2 separate regions of the Mus musculus genome follow, and region 1 is linked to region 2. A link is a contact called in public HiChIP or PLAC-seq data. All regions are on one chromosome and are shown on one strand. The core of a region is the stretch at or near the end of the contact, and the rest is flanking DNA. Distances in the headings are between cores, read along the strand shown. Region 1 overlaps Ago4 (argonaute RISC catalytic subunit 4). Region 2 overlaps Ago3 (argonaute RISC catalytic subunit 3).

Region 1 (2,734 bases), core at 39-2,538, 85 kb after region 2:
GACCTATACACGGTGACCTTGCCCCCAAAGCAAAGAGGTCAAAAGACTGGAGACTCCCTGTTTTGGGTAAATTTGGGGACATTCTCTAAATAATTAAGTTGTAAATAGAAGTATCTGTCCACAGTGTCTTGTCTTTGAGACACAGTCTAGCAGTTTGACTGAGAAATGTCTCCCACAGCTTCAGGCATCTGGATGACTGGCTCCAAGATGGTGGCGTTGTTTAGGAAGGCTTTAGAAAGGTGCAGCCTTGTTGGAGGAAGCTCGTCACTGGAAGCAAGCCTTGCCTCATCTCCACATCCCTTTCTGCTTCATGCTTGAGGTTAAAGATGTGGGTTCTCAGCTTCTCACTGAAGCTGCCTGCTGCCATGCTTTCTACACCATTGTGAACTCTCCTTGGAGAACCATACACAAAGAAAACCAACAAAACAGTTCTCCCATAGGCCATTGCTGGTCCTGTTCTGTTTTATCCTATCAGAGAGAAGAGTAGCTATTACACAGGGTCCCTCTCTAAGGCCTAGGCTAGATTCAGAATCAAAATAATCTTCCTGCTTCCGTCTCCTAAAATTTGGGATTACCTCAATGTTTCCTTAAGATATGACTTAATCAGAGCTAACTATTAAGAGCAGTACCTAGAACCTTGATGAATATTGTCAAAGTTTCTGTATGTGAAGTGTTCTTGGAGTCCTTCAAAAATTCCCAAATGCAATTCCTAAATATAGGGAGACCCAGAAATTAAGCACACTTCTCAAATAGATGACACTGTTTAAAGTAGTCATGTCTGATGCCATTACAGTGTATTCCATAGTTACCACACCACTGATGAGAAAAACAACTTTTAGCACAAGAATGTCAATTTATTCCCCTCCCCACTTTTTGGACACATAAACACAAAATATCCCCACAGGTCAAAAAAAAACCCAAAATCAAAACCAGTAACAATAACAAAAACCTCTGCAAAATTTAAACAACCATTATCTTATCTCACATAGGGATTCAAACCCTTCCTTAATAGCTTAGAAAGTACCTCGTATCGCTGGAGAGGAACATCCAGTCCAAAGTAATAAAATACATTTTAAAACATTACAAGTCTAACCATACAGAAACCATACCGTTAGTCAGATGAACAAACACAAACATTTCAGCCAGTAGACACAGAAAGGAGATGAATATGTCAGTAGGAACCAATAAGAAAATGGTTGAGCAATAAAGATCTTTCCTTTAATTCCTGGAGTTGATGCAGTATTAGTATGATGACCTTAACTTCCGCTTTTTTAAAAATGAAAGCAGAGCAGCCACCTTGCCACTGAGCAAGAGAATCTCAGAGCACATCCGTGGAGGGCAACCACAGCGGAGTAGAGAGGATGAGCCTGGTTAAAGCAGTAGGTAGCTGAGCCAGGTGGGTAGGCTTTGACCTAGGATATGGGCTGGACCCCGGACCCTAAGGTACAGACCCATTTAGAACATCCCTGCTTGTAAATCATCTTTGGAAGCAGCACAAAGAACTTAACAGTAAGAACAAAGGTGGTTCGCCTGCCCAGAATGCTGACTGCATCAACTCAGGATTCAACAACTAACAACAAAAAAACACAATTGGTTCAACACTTGGGTCTTTCCCGTTCTTAATGTCCTATGCTCCCTAGCCCCAAAAATGTCATTCTTTAGAGTTGCCGCACCAAAATCTTCCACACTACATGACAGTACCTAAATAGGCTGCATTTAAAAGAACCAAACAGCCTAACACTACTAGAGAATGCACACCTCCCAGTGATTGACACATGCATAACAACTCAGTCAGGTTTTTGTTTGGGGGGGTGGGGGGAGGTACCTATTTGAATTGTCAACCCCAGTTAAGTTAAAACTATGCATTCAGATTTGCTTACGGTGGTATTACTGCAGTTCTGATTCTCAAGTGATCACCTCTGGACTGTTCACCCCTCAGCAAGTTCCCCTCCCCCAAGTAATCCTAACTCTTCCATATTTCTTTCCACTTGCCCAGAACAACGGCTTCACACACTTATTGATACCGTTTTTTCTACAAAAGTTGGTCTCCTGGCTTTTCCTCCAGCTCCACACGGATTCACCCCAGCATACTAGGACCGGCAGTGGTGTTTCAGGCATATCGCTCATGGGCAAACCTACAACTCAGTTGCAGGACCGTGGATGGGGCTTCCGGGCACACAGCTCGCTCACTGTTCCATCCTGTCGGAAGATGGCTAGAGTCTCTTCTGTGCATTGTCAACAAGCAAGCCCGAGGCGCTCCTGTGCAGGTACGGTGCCTTCTGTCAGCTGCCAGCCACCGAGAGTTCTTCACATCACAGACTCCAGGCAAGTTTTCCTTTTCCTAAAAAGGCTTCCTTTGTTCCCCCTCCTCTTGGGTCCAGAATGTCTGTGCTACAGAGCATTTTCTGTGCTTTCCCTGAACAGGTGTGAATAAAAGCGGCAGTCAGCCATTCATCAACATGTCTGGATTTGTATTATCCCAGGGAGGTATTTGCAGAAAAAAAGGAAGATCTCAGGGAACGGACGTCTGCTGTCGCTTCACGCCTGTGTTGTGCTTCAGTCACAGGACTTGCTTTTCCCACTGTCTGCAGAGATTAAAGATGTCTGCACCCATCCGCATGTGCTATAGGACTAGACGGACATTATAAACTCTCTCGGAGACCAGGCTCAGCAAACACCAGTGGCACTGCTGAGCGACTGCACACAGAAATGTAAACATGAATGTATCTACACA
Region 2 (2,700 bases), core at 15-2,514:
TCATTACATTAGCTAAACTAATGATGGATATTTTACATGATACTATTGTACAAATGAAATAATGAAAAACATAGAGCATACAAAGGATAACCAAGAAGGCCTATACTGCTTTCTTAGGAAGAAGCCCTTCAATCTAAAGAGAAAAAGAGCCAGTACCACCTACTTCATAGAGGGCAGATGTCGGAGCACCACGTCAACGGCATGGACGGGGTTAGTGCTGACAGGCTTGTCTAATTCCAGTGGCTCAGGCAAAGTCCCTCCAGCCAGTGCTTCATGTAGTAGGTGCCAGCTGACTCGAGACACAAATTTGACTGACACCTTGAAAGGTCGATCTTTTCCACCTTCCCCAGGTAATGTAACATCTAAATCTACCTGTTAATAGCACAAGACCCAGGTGTAAAACGTTGAAAGAGAGAAATTATTTAAAATTCAACTTATAGAAACAAAACAGGATTTAAAAAATCTTAATGCCAGCCGGGCAGTGGTGGCGCACGCCTTTAATCCCAGCACTCGGGAGGCAGAGTCAAGCGGATTTCTGAGTTCGAGGCCAGCCTGGTCTACAGAGTGAGTTCCAGGACAGCCAGGGCTACACAGAGAAACCCTGTCTAAAAAAAAAAAAAAACAAAAAACAAACAAACAAACAAATCTTAATGCCAAATTAACAGAATCAAATTGCCAAGGCTGGTTGATATCTATGGGAGCCTCCCCTTTTCTGAGAAAGGGGGGGTGGAATGGGTAGGGAGGTGAGAGGAAGGAACTGAGGAAAGGAGGGAGAGGAAGCTGTGACTGGGATGTAAAGTAAATAAGTAACTTAATATAAAAATTATAAAAAACTTAAATACATAGTTTATTCATGGCAGTTACATTCATCATTGTAAATCACTGGACACTAAATATACTAACGTTCTGGCAGCTATAACAAAAGAATAAAGATCTTTTTGGAACTGTTATCTGATCATTTCTCAGCCATATTATTAAATGAGAACCCAAATATGAAAGACTATGAAGGACAAAAGCTGTTGTATGAGAAGAAAAAATGAGAAAATATTCATGAATCTGCTTCCTTTTCCAAAAAAGAAACACAAGAAGGAAACATGAAGCAGAAACAAAGAAACTGGTTAAGTTCCTCCTCTAGGGAATGGATTGGAAGAGATAAAAGGAAAGGCAACGCTAGTGTATTTTGGGGGTGGAGTCTTGAGATTGGGGAACAGTCTAAAATTCTAAATACTCAGGGTAGCATGTCAGCTACTTGAGAAGCTGAGGCAGGAAAATCACTTGACTCACAGATTCAAGATCAAGAAGGATAAGGCAGATGTGGTGATTCATGCGGTAATCCCAGTACTCAGAAAACATAGGCAGCCAGGAGGTGGCTGCGCAAGCTTTAATCTCAGGACTTGAGAGGCAGAGGCAGGCATCTCGATCTCTGTGAGTTCCAGGTCAGCCAGGGCTACACAGAGAAACCCGATCTCAAAAAGAAAAGAAAAGAAAAGGGGAGGAAAAAAAACACCCAAAAACAAGCAAGTAGAGGCAGGAAGATCAATGCAAATTCAAGGCTAGATTAGTCTACATAACAAATTCCAGATCAAACAACAACAACAAATTCCAAAAACCCAAGACAAAAAACCTCTAACAATAAAGAAAAAAAAAAAACTCTAGCATAAACAGAATCAAATGAATACAAACATTTGAATACAAAATTAATAGAGAAAATAATCCTTTCAAGCATAAATCACCAATTGCTAAAGAAAATATAAGGATAAGATCCCTAAAGGTTATTTCTTGTATAAAAACTAAAAACTCTGCATCAAGGTGTACAACTGATAGGGGAAAGAGTCTACAAAATGTCAAAAAAAATTTTGTAAAGTATATATGTGAAAAGGGGTTAGCATCCAGAACATTAACCATTAACTGCAAAAACAAAAACCTAATTTAAAAACTGGACAAAATATTTGAATGCACATCTTAATGAACATAAAAATGACCAATGGATACATAAATATCACTAATTCAGAGGGAATCCAAACCACAATGCAATTGGACCTGGCTGTACAGACTTGTAATACCAGCTCCTTGGAAAGCAAAGGCAGGAGGATTTTAAGTTAAGATGTCAGCCTTGTACTATAGAAAGGGTCAAAGGTCAGCCTTGCATTATACAATGCGACCTAAATGGTGTCTATCAACAGAAAATTGATAAACAAAATGTGTTATATAAATGTAATAGATTTATTACTCAGCCTTGAAAAAGAAATTTTACAATACGGATATAATTTGAAGACTTAATGCTAAATGAAATAAGCAAGCCAAAAAAGGATAAATGCTTCATGATTCCATTTACTTGAAGTATCTAGAGGTGTCAACTTCAGACCCAGAAAGGAGAATGTTAGTGGGCAAGGGCTGATGGGGGTGTTTAGTAGGTACAGAGCTTCAATTTAACAGGATAAAGACGGTTAGTGGAGTGGATGGTGTTAATGGTTATAGTAAAAGTACTTGACAGCAGTGAATTGTACTTCAAAGATGACTAAGATGTTATTTGTACTTTATAATTAAAAACAAACAAACAAAAAACAAAAAGAATACTTCCCCTTAAAATACTAAATACAAGGAGAAAAGGAATATCTTGGTAGGAAAACCTGGCAGAAATCAACTTAACCAAGTGGTTAAAGTTAACATCATCATTAATGGAACAAATATATAGTATGT

Evidence for each region. HiChIP or PLAC-seq counts read pairs in DNA pulled down with a chosen protein or histone mark.
Region 1: a contact with region 2 is called in an H3K4me3 HiChIP or PLAC-seq map of bone marrow-derived macrophages, with 2.8 times the contacts expected there. The contact joins two enhancer-like sites. A contact is called at or near these places in 6 of 39 promoter capture datasets (cranial neural crest, frontonasal cranial neural crest, maxillary cranial neural crest and 3 more), 1 of 15 datasets of contacts at CTCF or cohesin (the NIH/3T3 cell line), 1 of 484 Hi-C or Micro-C datasets (bone marrow-derived dendritic cells), 3 of 115 datasets of contacts at active chromatin or transcription factors (bone marrow-derived macrophages and embryonic stem cells) and 2 of 9 other capture datasets (adipose tissue and pancreatic islet).

What each region holds. Positions count from the first base shown.
Region 1 is chr4:126,488,708-126,491,441 of GRCm38.p6, forward strand. Ago4 (argonaute RISC catalytic subunit 4) reads right to left here. Exons shown (of 18, transcript NM_153177.3): 18 at 834-2,734. Among named protein-coding and RNA genes, the nearest start is that of Ago1, 21 kb to the left of the region's middle. Within about 2 kb of position 1,289, at least 33 of the 459 cell types and tissues checked have an H3K27ac peak or open chromatin away from gene starts, as enhancers often do. A contact at or near this core is called in bone marrow-derived macrophages, where this site is marked.
Region 2 is chr4:126,404,042-126,406,741 of GRCm38.p6, forward strand. Ago3 (argonaute RISC catalytic subunit 3) reads right to left here. Exons shown (of 19, transcript NM_153402.2): 4 at 164-372. Among named protein-coding and RNA genes, the nearest start is that of Ago3, 24 kb to the right of the region's middle. Within about 2 kb of position 1,265, at least 3 of the 459 cell types and tissues checked have an H3K27ac peak or open chromatin away from gene starts, as enhancers often do. A contact at or near this core is called in bone marrow-derived macrophages, where this site is marked.